2 separate regions of the Pan paniscus genome follow, and region 2 is linked to region 1. The links are chromatin contacts, called in public Hi-C maps. All regions are on one chromosome and are shown on one strand. The core of a region is the stretch at or near the end of the contact, and the rest is flanking DNA. Distances in the headings are between cores, read along the strand shown. Region 1 has its middle 15 kb from the start of CD27. Region 2 overlaps TAPBPL (TAP binding protein like).

The links. A called contact is a pair of places that touch in the nucleus more often than the background predicts.
Region 2: a Hi-C map of fibroblasts shows a contact between it and region 1, with 4 times the contacts expected there. The contact joins two enhancer-like sites. A contact is called at or near these places in 2 of 3 Hi-C or Micro-C datasets (fibroblasts and induced pluripotent stem cells).

The regions. Positions count from the first base shown.
Region 1 is chr10:11,987,209-11,992,047 of NHGRI_mPanPan1-v2.0_pri, forward strand. No RefSeq gene overlaps it. Among named protein-coding and RNA genes, the nearest start is that of CD27, 15 kb to the right of the region's middle. Within about 2 kb of position 2,658, at least 1 of the 2 cell types and tissues checked has open chromatin away from gene starts, as enhancers often do.
Region 2 is chr10:12,020,203-12,024,975 of NHGRI_mPanPan1-v2.0_pri, forward strand. TAPBPL (TAP binding protein like) reads left to right here. Exons shown (of 7, transcript XM_008973734.5): 5 at 1-186; 6 at 2,070-2,153; 7 at 3,251-3,523. The coding sequence ends at 3,384. VAMP1 (vesicle associated membrane protein 1) reads right to left here. Exons shown (of 5, transcript XM_003820314.5): 5 at 3,460-4,773. Among named protein-coding and RNA genes, the nearest start is that of TAPBPL, 9.4 kb to the left of the region's middle. Within about 2 kb of position 3,254, at least 1 of the 2 cell types and tissues checked has open chromatin away from gene starts, as enhancers often do.

The DNA of each region.
Region 1 (4,839 bases), core at 1,408-3,907:
AGAACTATTAAATTTATAATGTAGTTTGAAACATTTAAGGGAACATTGTCCTAAACTGAGAACTATATAGATGTACGCAGGCCCAAATCTGGCTTCCTAGCCTCAAATCTGGCAAATAAATAAGGTTAGCCTTCCTGAGACGGTAATCACAGATCACGGTCATACACTGCCCACTTGAGTAAAACCGTTCCCCTTGGGGACGAGTGTTCTTTTAACCCCAAGACGGTTTGGAATCAATCTTTATGATGGCTTTTACCCTCTCAACTTAGCTGAGATGAAACCATATTTCTTGGAAATTAATCCCTGTATGGTTCTGGGTGAGGGCTGGCCACAAGAGAAATGTAAGATTTGAGAGGTAGGAAAACAGAATGGGAGTGGCCGTCGTGCTCTGAGGCCAGCATGGGGTGACAGTCATCTGCTGGCTCACCTTGTCTGCACGGATGGCAGCCAGACTGGCAGCTCTTCCAGCTCCCGTCAGATCGCCTCCTTCAGCTTCTCTAATTCTTGGCCACACATAAGTGCAACTCCGTGACAAGGAGTGCTAGGTCCTTCTGCAGACACCCATACCATCGGGGTGGGTGGTGGTGAGGCGCAGACGCAGGCTCCGGATGGCCTTTGCCCTGCCCCCACTTCACATCCAGTGCTTCTCCCAACTGACCCATAGTGACCTCAGGTCCACCACAGATACAGAGGCCTCCAAAGACTCCTTCCCCAGCTGCCATGATTGATTAAGGTCTAATCTCTAAAATAAGTTCCTTATTCCATAACACTCATAGTGGTTTTGACTCTCTGGTCAAACCTTAACTGATAAAAATCAAAAGTGATGAAGCAAATCAAACTCATGCTAAGTTTCAAACAGGTTTTAACCACTGCATGCATTTGGTACTTAAAGTTTTTGTAATGCTTAAAAGAATCTGACATATATTAATACTTAAATAGGAAATGCATGAAACTACAGAAAAAAAATAAAAAAAATTTTAAACAATTTGACATAGAAGTATTATAGATTAGCCTCATTATTATATTAATATTTAAAATGTATAATTGCCGGGCATGGTGGCTCATGCCTGTAATCCCAGCACTTTGGAAGACTGAGGCGGGCAGATCGCTTTGAGCCCAGGAGTTCAAGACCAGCCTGGACAACCTGGTGAAACCCTGTCCCTACTAAAAATGCAAAAACTAGCTGGGCATCATGGCGTGCGCCTGTAGTTCCAGCTACTTGGGAGGCTGAGGTGGGAGGACTGCTTGAGGCGAGGAGTTCGAGGCTACAGTGAGCCGTGATCACACCACTACACTCTAGCCTGGGCAACAGAGCCAGACCCTGTCTCACAAAACAAAACAAACAAACAAACCACACAAACTTGCAACATCCTGCTTCTTGCAGCTCTCCCCATCCGGCCCACCCCATTCCTTTGGCGTGAAAATATGATGGGGTCTCCTCAGCCCTAGAAGCACCCACACCGTTCAACCTAAAGCTCCCACTGACTAGCTGAGCTCTCATACAGGTGAGATTTGTCACATACGCCTCCCATACAACTCTTCCTAGTAGATTTCTTCACTCTTTCCCTTCCATTCTGAGCACGGCCCCACTTAAGGAACTCTCAGCTCTCATGTTGCCCTATCCCAGTCAAGAAGGAAGTTGCTGGTGATCAAGTCATACTCCAGTGAACACTGACTGGCACCTCTTCTGCATCAAGTCCTAGCAGGGCATTCACCCGAGTTACCAAACATGGCTGCTCACACCCGCCCTCCGAGGCCAGCATCTGCATCCCCATGTGACAGTGGAAACAAACCCACAGAGCCTGAGCAACTGAGCAGCCAGCAAGTGACTGAGCAGAGAGACGGCCTTGGACGCAGGCCAAGCAGCACAGATTTACTCGAATCATCCTCCACTCCTTCAGATTTTCACCAGCTGATTGATCCTTGGACTTCCTCCCCAGGCTTCTCTGACATCACCAGCCACCAGGACCCTGCCTATGCCTGTGGCCTGCAACATTCCTCTATGTACATCAAAGTAGGGAGCATCAGGCCGGGTGCGGTGGCTCACACCTATAATCCTGGCACAATGAAAGGCCGAGGTGGGCAGATAACTTAAGACCAGGAGTTCAAGACCAGCCTGGCCAACACGGCGAAACCCCATCTCTACTAAAAATACAAAACAATTAAGCAGGGATGATGGTTGCCTGAACCCGAACCCAAGGCTGAGGCAGAAGTTGCAGTGAGCCAAGATCGCGCCACTGCACTCCAGCCTGGGTGACAGAACTCCAGCCTGGGTGACAGAGGGAGGCTCCATCTCCCAAAAAACAAAACAAAACAAACAAACAAAACAAGTAGACAGCATCAATTCTGGCCAACTTATGGGTAAAAGAGAAGGCTGCCACAGCCCTTGCCCTTTGGGAGTGCCTGTCCCTTCAGTAGCTGCCCCAAAAACCCTGCAGAAGAGAAGGGTCAGAGGAAGCACCTGTAATAAAGGGTGAGGCCCCACCAACCCACTCTCTTCCTCTCCTCTCCTAGCCGAGGGAGCCATCAGAGGCAAAGGGAGTGTGGGAAAGATTAGTCAGATATGTTTCCCTTTGTGTCACAGAGTCAAACTCTCCATCCGTGACTTCAGAAAAGTCACAAGAGAGCCCCAGCAACGGCCCACAGGGTGTCATAGCAACACGCCTACACCTCAAGGTGCCACCTTCCAACTCTGGAGAAAACAACTGCCTTCTTCAAATGTCAACTGCTACATGGGCAATGAGCAACTTGAAAATGAAATTCGGGGCTGGGTGCAGTGGCTCACACCTGTAATCATTTTGAGAGTCCAAGGCGGGTGGATCACTTGAGCCCAGGAGTTCCAGACCAGCCTGGGCAATATGGCAAAACCACATGTCTTCAAAAAAATACAAAAAGTAGACAGGCATGGTGGCACACACCTGTAGTCCCAGCTACTCGGGAGGCTGAAGTGGGAGGATCACTTGAATCCGGGAAGTGCAGGCTGCAGTGAGCCGAGGTTGCACCACTGCACTCCAGTCTGGGTGACAGAGCGAGACACTGTCTAAAAAAAAAAAAAAAGAAAAGAAAAAAAAAAAGAAAGAAAGAAAATGAAATTGAAATTAGGGGCCGGGCACAGTGGCTCATGCTTGTAATCCTAGCACTTTGGGAGGCCGAGGCAGGCGGGATCACCTGAGGTCAGGAGTTTGAGACCAGCCTAACCATGATGGTAAAACCCTGTCTCTACTAAAAACACAAAATTAGCCGGGCATGTGTGGCGCATGCCTGTAATCCCAGCTATTCAGGAGGCTGAGGCAGGAGAATCACTTGAACCCAGGAGGTGGAGATTGCAATGAGCTGAGACTGCGCCATTGTAGTCCGGCCTGGGCAACAAGAGCGAAACTCCATCTCAAAAAAAAAAAAAAAAAAAAAAGAAATTAGGAAAAACAACTCAATTTACAACAGCATCAAAAAGAATAAATACTTAGGCATACAATGGCCAGGTGCGGTGGCTCACATCTGTAATTCCAACATTTTGGGAGGCCAAGGCAGGCGGATCACCTGAGGTCAGGAGTTTGAGACCAGACTGGCCGACATGATAAAACCCTGTTTCTACTAAAAATACAAAAAATTAGCCAGGCGTGGTGGCAGGCACCTATAATCCCAGCTACTTGGGAGGCTGAGGCTGCAGAATCGCTTGAACCTGGGAAGCAGAGGCTGCAGTGAGCTGAGATTGGGGCGCTGCACTCCAGCCTGGACAACAGAGTGAGACTCTATCTCGAGAAAAAAAAAAAAAAAAAAACTTGGTATACATTTAACAAAGAAAGTGCAAGACTCATACATTGAAAACTAGAAAACATTGTTGAAAGACATTAAAGAAATCCTAAATAAATGGAAAGACATCTGTGTTCATGGACTGAAGGTAACAATATTTCCCAATTTCATCTACAGACTCTATGCAATCCCCATCGAAATTCTAACCCTTCTTTTTTGCATAAATGGACAAGCTGATCTTAAAATTCACATGCAAATGCAAGGGACACAGAGTAGCCAAAATAATTTTGAAAAAGAAGAACGAAGTTGAAGTCCCAATTTCGAAACTTACTATAAAGCTACAGTAATCAAAACCATGGTATTGACCTAAAGACAGACATACAGATCAATGGAATACAATTTAGAGTCCAGAAATCAACCCATACATCTATCGTCAATTAATTTCAACAAGGGTGCCAAGACCATTCTGTGTGAAAAGAATAGTCTTTTCAAGAAGCAGTGCTAGGACAACTGCATATCCACAAGTAAAAGAATGAAGTTGGACCCCTACCTAAAACAGATAAAAAATTTAACTCAAAATAAATCAAAGAACTAAATTTAAGAGTTAAAACTATAAAACTCTTGGAAATATAAGTGAAAATCTGTATGAGTTTGGATTCGGCAGCAGTTTCTCAAATATGACGCCAAAAGCACAGGCAACAAAAGAAACAGTAGATAAACTGGACTTCATCAAAATGTGAAACTTTTTTTTTTTTTTTTTGAGACGGAGTCTTGCTCTGTCGCCCAGGCTGGAGTGCAGTGGCGCGATCTTGGCTCACTGCAAGCTCCGCCTCCCTGGTTCACGCCATTCTCCTGCCTCAGCCTCCCAAGTAGCTGGGACTACAGGTGCCCACCACCACGCCCGGCTAATTTTTTGTATTTTTAAGAGACGGGGTTTCAGCATATTGGCCAGGCTGGTCTCGATCTCCTGACTTCGTGATCCGCCCGCCTTGGCCTCCCAAAGTGCTGGGATTACAGGCATGAGCCACCATGCCTGGCCCAAAATGTGAAACTTTTATGCATCAAAGGGCACTATTAAGAAGGTAAAAA
Region 2 (4,773 bases), core at 2,004-4,503, 34 kb after region 1:
GTGGATCCCCAGCCCAAGTCTCTGGTGCCTCCTTCTCCAGCCTCAGGCAAAGCGTGGCAGGCACCTACAGCATCTCCTCCTCTCTCACCGCAGAACCTGGCTCTGCAGGTGCCACTTACACCTGCCAGGTCACACACATCTCTCTGGAGGAGCCCCTTGGGGCCAGCACCCAGGTTGTCCCACCAGGTACTGGGAGTGTCCTCCTTTTCCCCACCTCCACACTAGGGCTCATGGCTCTCCTGCCCCAGCTCATCTATGGCCTTGTTCTGCTGCCCATCCACTTTGTTCGCAGCCCTGGCTTCATGCTCCTGCCTCTGCTCCTGGCTATTTTCCCAAGGCGGCAGCTGCCACAGCTTCTACCACACATCCCCTGAGACTTCATTATACTCCAGCCTCCAGGGTGTCAGGCAATGTGCTTAAGGCTGGAGATCACAGATGAATAATTCCTGATCATGCCCTCCAGGAGCTTAGTCCAGTAATAGAGACAAGACTAAGTAGACAGAGAAGATGGCATTTGAGCCAAGTTAACTAGCTTAGAGGGAAGGGAACACTCAAGATAGAAACAATAGCATATATGAAAGCCAAATCATAAAACAGCCTAAAGAGAATTTGGAGAATTGCAAGTAATTCAGCACAGCTAGAGCCTAGGGTATATGGGAAAAAGGGAAAGTGGCTCTGAAGCTTCGGAGGTAATTCTGTTTATTGAGCATTTACATGAATCAAGCAGTGTAGAAAGCACTTAAATGTATGATTTCATGGATCATGACTCCCGTTTTACAGGTGAGTAAACAGGCACTTGCAGATGTCAGTGAATTTGCCCAAGGTCACCTATCAATCAATGGTAAAGAAAGAATGTGAAAAACAGGCAACCGGATTCCCCTTACGGGCTTAATTAAACCCTGTAGATCTCACTGGGCCTTCAAGCTGGAACTTCCTGAGAGCCATAGCATGCTGTTGAAAGGTTTTATTTATTTATTTATTTATTTTATTTTACTTTTTTTTCGATACAGAATCTTGCTCTGTTCCCCAGGCTGGAGTGCAGTGGTATGATCTCAGCTCACTGCAACCTCCATATCCTGGGTTCGAGCCATCCTCTTGCCTCAGCCTCCCGAGTAGCTGGGATTACAGGCGCGCACCACCACGCCTGGCTAATTTTGCGTTTTTAGTAGAGATGGGGTTTCGCCATGATGGCCAGGCTGGTCTCAAACTCCTGACCTCAGGTGATCTGTCTGCCTCAGCTTCCCAAAGTGCTGGGATTACAGACATGAGCCACCGCACCCTGCCTGTTGAGAGGTTTTAAGCAGGAAAGGGACAGGAAAGAACCCGCAACTTGAAATGGAAACATCCAGGAGCACTGGGCATTATTTGGTTGCTCATTAGACTGTGAACTTCCCCAAAACTGAGGTTTCACTTCAGCTCACATCATTCCCCAACTATTTACAAAATCCCAGTTAACTGGTGGTTTTTTGTTTTGCTTTGTTTTATTTTGCTTTGTTTTGAGATAGGGTCTCACTCTGTCGCCCAGGCTGGAGTGCAGTGGCACGATCTCAGCTCACTGCAACCTCTGCCTCCCAGGCTCAAGTGATTCTCCCACCTCAGCCTCCCAAGTACCTGGGACCACAGGCGCACACCAACATGCCCAGTTAATTTTTTGTATTTTTTGTACAGACAGGGTTTCACCATGTTGCCCAGGCTGGTCTCGAACTCCTGATCTCAGGTGATCCACCCACCTCAGCCTCCCAAAGTTCTGGGATTACAGGCATGAGCCACTGTGTCCAGGCAAGTTAAGTGCTAACAAATAAACCCACCTAAATCTCACTTGCAAAGCAATTTTTAAAACCTTGTCCTTAGGTGGGAAGAGGTAGAGAATTCTGTGTGGAGTAACCCACAAGTATCCAGCAACCTTGAATAAGTACAAATGCTGCTGAGTGCCTTGTTCCAGGCTCCTCAACCAGGGACTCACACACACAATCCTTAGCTCCTCCTCCCTGGGGTGGACACTGCAGGTGAGGGCTCAGCTCATGATTCCTGCGCACGATGATCCCCGCCCACGTTGCTCTCACCTACAGAGCGGAGAACAGCCTTGGGAGTCATCTTTGCCAGCAGTCTCTTCCTTCTTGCACTGATGTTCCTGGGGCTTCAGAGACGGCAAGGTAAGAGCCTGGGTGCCCTTGGCTCTGGCCCTGGCCCACCTCACCCACTCTAACCACCTCCCCACCCAGACCAGGGTGGAAGCCCAGATGCCCCAAGCTCCAGCCACCCACCCATCACAGCCTCCTGCTTTTGAGTTTGCCCTAAATGAAAATGAAACCAGTCGTGTTCCCTCTTGTTTTCTCCTAGCTACCTCACTAAAGTCTGTCACTCTCCTGCCTCAGAGTAGAAAGAAAGAGTAGTCACGTGCTCCCAGAAGGACTCTAAGTCAAGTCGCAGAGCTAAAAATACATGAAGGTGGCACCAGCTCACGGGGCACTGGGCCTGGCTCTGCAGAGGCCTCTGCCTTCCTTCACTGTGCACCCTGGGCTCATGTACCAAGGCAGAGAACAGGAAGAAGTGAGGGGACAAGAAGAAGGCAGAATGTCCAGATGGAGGTTAAGACCAAAGAGCCAGGTTGGTGGTGTGATGGTAGGAAAACAAAGCTGGAAGAAATGGAGAAGGAACAAGTGAGGGACAATGAGGCATGGGTTGGGGCTGGGCTACCCCTCCCAAACTCAGCTCTGTCAAAATAAAAGCCCTTTGTGTCTGCTGCGACCAAGCTTTTCCACTTTCCTGTCTTTCTCCACACTGGTCCCAACTGAGCCCTGTCACCAAGCCTAGCGGCTCCAACTTGCAAAGTGTTTAAGTATGAAACAAAGGCCCTCAGAGGCACCCCCGGGGCTCCATCTCAGTTGCACCTCAGCTGCAATTAGGGTTCTGCTCCCTCGGGTGACTGCTGGGAGGTTCAGGATACCTGCAAATGCCTCACTCCCTCAGCTGCAAGGAGAGACTTCTCCTTTTTATTCGTTTCTAAAATGTGCCTGGTCAATACGGTGGAACTCAGCATACCAAAACTGTACATGAGGATGATGGGGAAAAGGGGGTAAGGGGGTGTTCACTGACAGCCTTATCTGGGCACATCCCCTGGGACAGGACAAGCAGGCCAAGGACCTAGGAAGGAGCACAGGAGGCAGATGGAAGAGGCCTGAGGGAACCTGTGCTTGTTTGCCAGTGTGAGATGCCCACGCAACTTCCTGTCTTCACTTCCTCTTACCAGCACCTACAGGACTTGGGCTGCTTCAGGCTGAACGCTGGGAAACCACTTCCTGTGCTGACACACAGAGCTCCCATCTCCATGAAGACCGCACAGCGCGTGTAAGCCAGCCCAGCTTACACGCTAAAGTGACGTGAGACTACTAGAAAGAAACGACACCCTTCCCCCCAAGCCCCCCCCAGCTACTCCAACCCAAACAACAACCAAGCCAGTTTAATGGTAGGAATTTGTATTTTTTGCCTTTGTTCAGAATACATGACATTGGTAAATATGCCACATGCCTTTGGTGGAAGTACAACTGTTGTTATTACTCTATACAAGTATGAGATCAGGGTTAGGAAAAAAAGACAAAGAGGTGATGACAGACACACAGTGGAAACCCCACATCGTCTCATGGCAAACCGAAGAACGGGATGTGGGAAGCTCAGCTTCATTTGACTGCAAAGTCCCGGGGTTTTGTTGCACATTTACTCATGCACATGGGTGGTGGGAGGAAAGGGGGATAGCAAAGACACACAGAAGAGGGTACAGGGTGGGTGAGAAAGAAAGTAGAAGGGCTAATACCCCCAAAGAACAAGGCCAACTACACCTGGTGAGCCTCAGAGGGACAGAAACCCAGGAATGATTCCTGTGATAGGGCTGGGAGAGCCAAGAGGATGGATTCGCTCCAGGCTTGGGACACATCGAGGACAGTGGTGGTTCTTCTCCAGCGGTGACCCCCTGCATTAGGCAAGGAGGAGCCCAGAGGAGAGTGGAGACCTTCGAGGGGGGCCGTTGGGAGGGTACTGACTGCTTTCTTCCAGCTCTTCAGTCCCGCCCTTGGGCAGGACGAAGGGAATGTGGGAAACAAGGGCGAAGGGAAAGGAAGGATGGTTTTGCGCAATGAAATGCTGCTGCATGGAAAGTGGGCATCCAGACCCTGCCCAGCATGGCCTCAGCCTCTTCCTGTTCGTGGACCGAGGGAAGAAGGAATAAAGGGCCATGGGCATTCCCCGCTCTGTTCCCAGCCTGCCCTCCTCCCCTTGCACCTGGGCTTATCCCACATTAATAGCCCATCCTGAAGCTCAGCAATTGCCCCGAAGATAGGCTGAGCAGATCCCATCCTCAGGTTCCACTGTCTGTACACACAAACCATGCAAAGAGGAGGAAGAGAAAGGAGGCAAAGTAGAATTCAGACAGGAAAGGGTGGTTCAAAGGGGAATATACTACAGGAAGAACAGAGAGGCGGCTCTCAAGGAGAGGGCCCCATGACAGCACAGCAATACACAAGCACACCTGTCACAGGCTGGCACGCCTCCCCCCAAGGTGGGGCTGGTGGGTCTACATGACTTCTCTGCATCCTGAGGATCGGCCGGGCCTCAGGAAGAACCTCTTGCCTCATCCCTGTCTTTGGCAAGTGCACGGGTGGTGTGGAGGAAAGGATTCCATGGGTGTCCAAAGATCTCACACTGCTAACACCCTCACGCTCCTTCATCAACAGGAAGAGAGGAACAGGACCCTCTTTAACGAGGGCAAGGAGTGGCTTC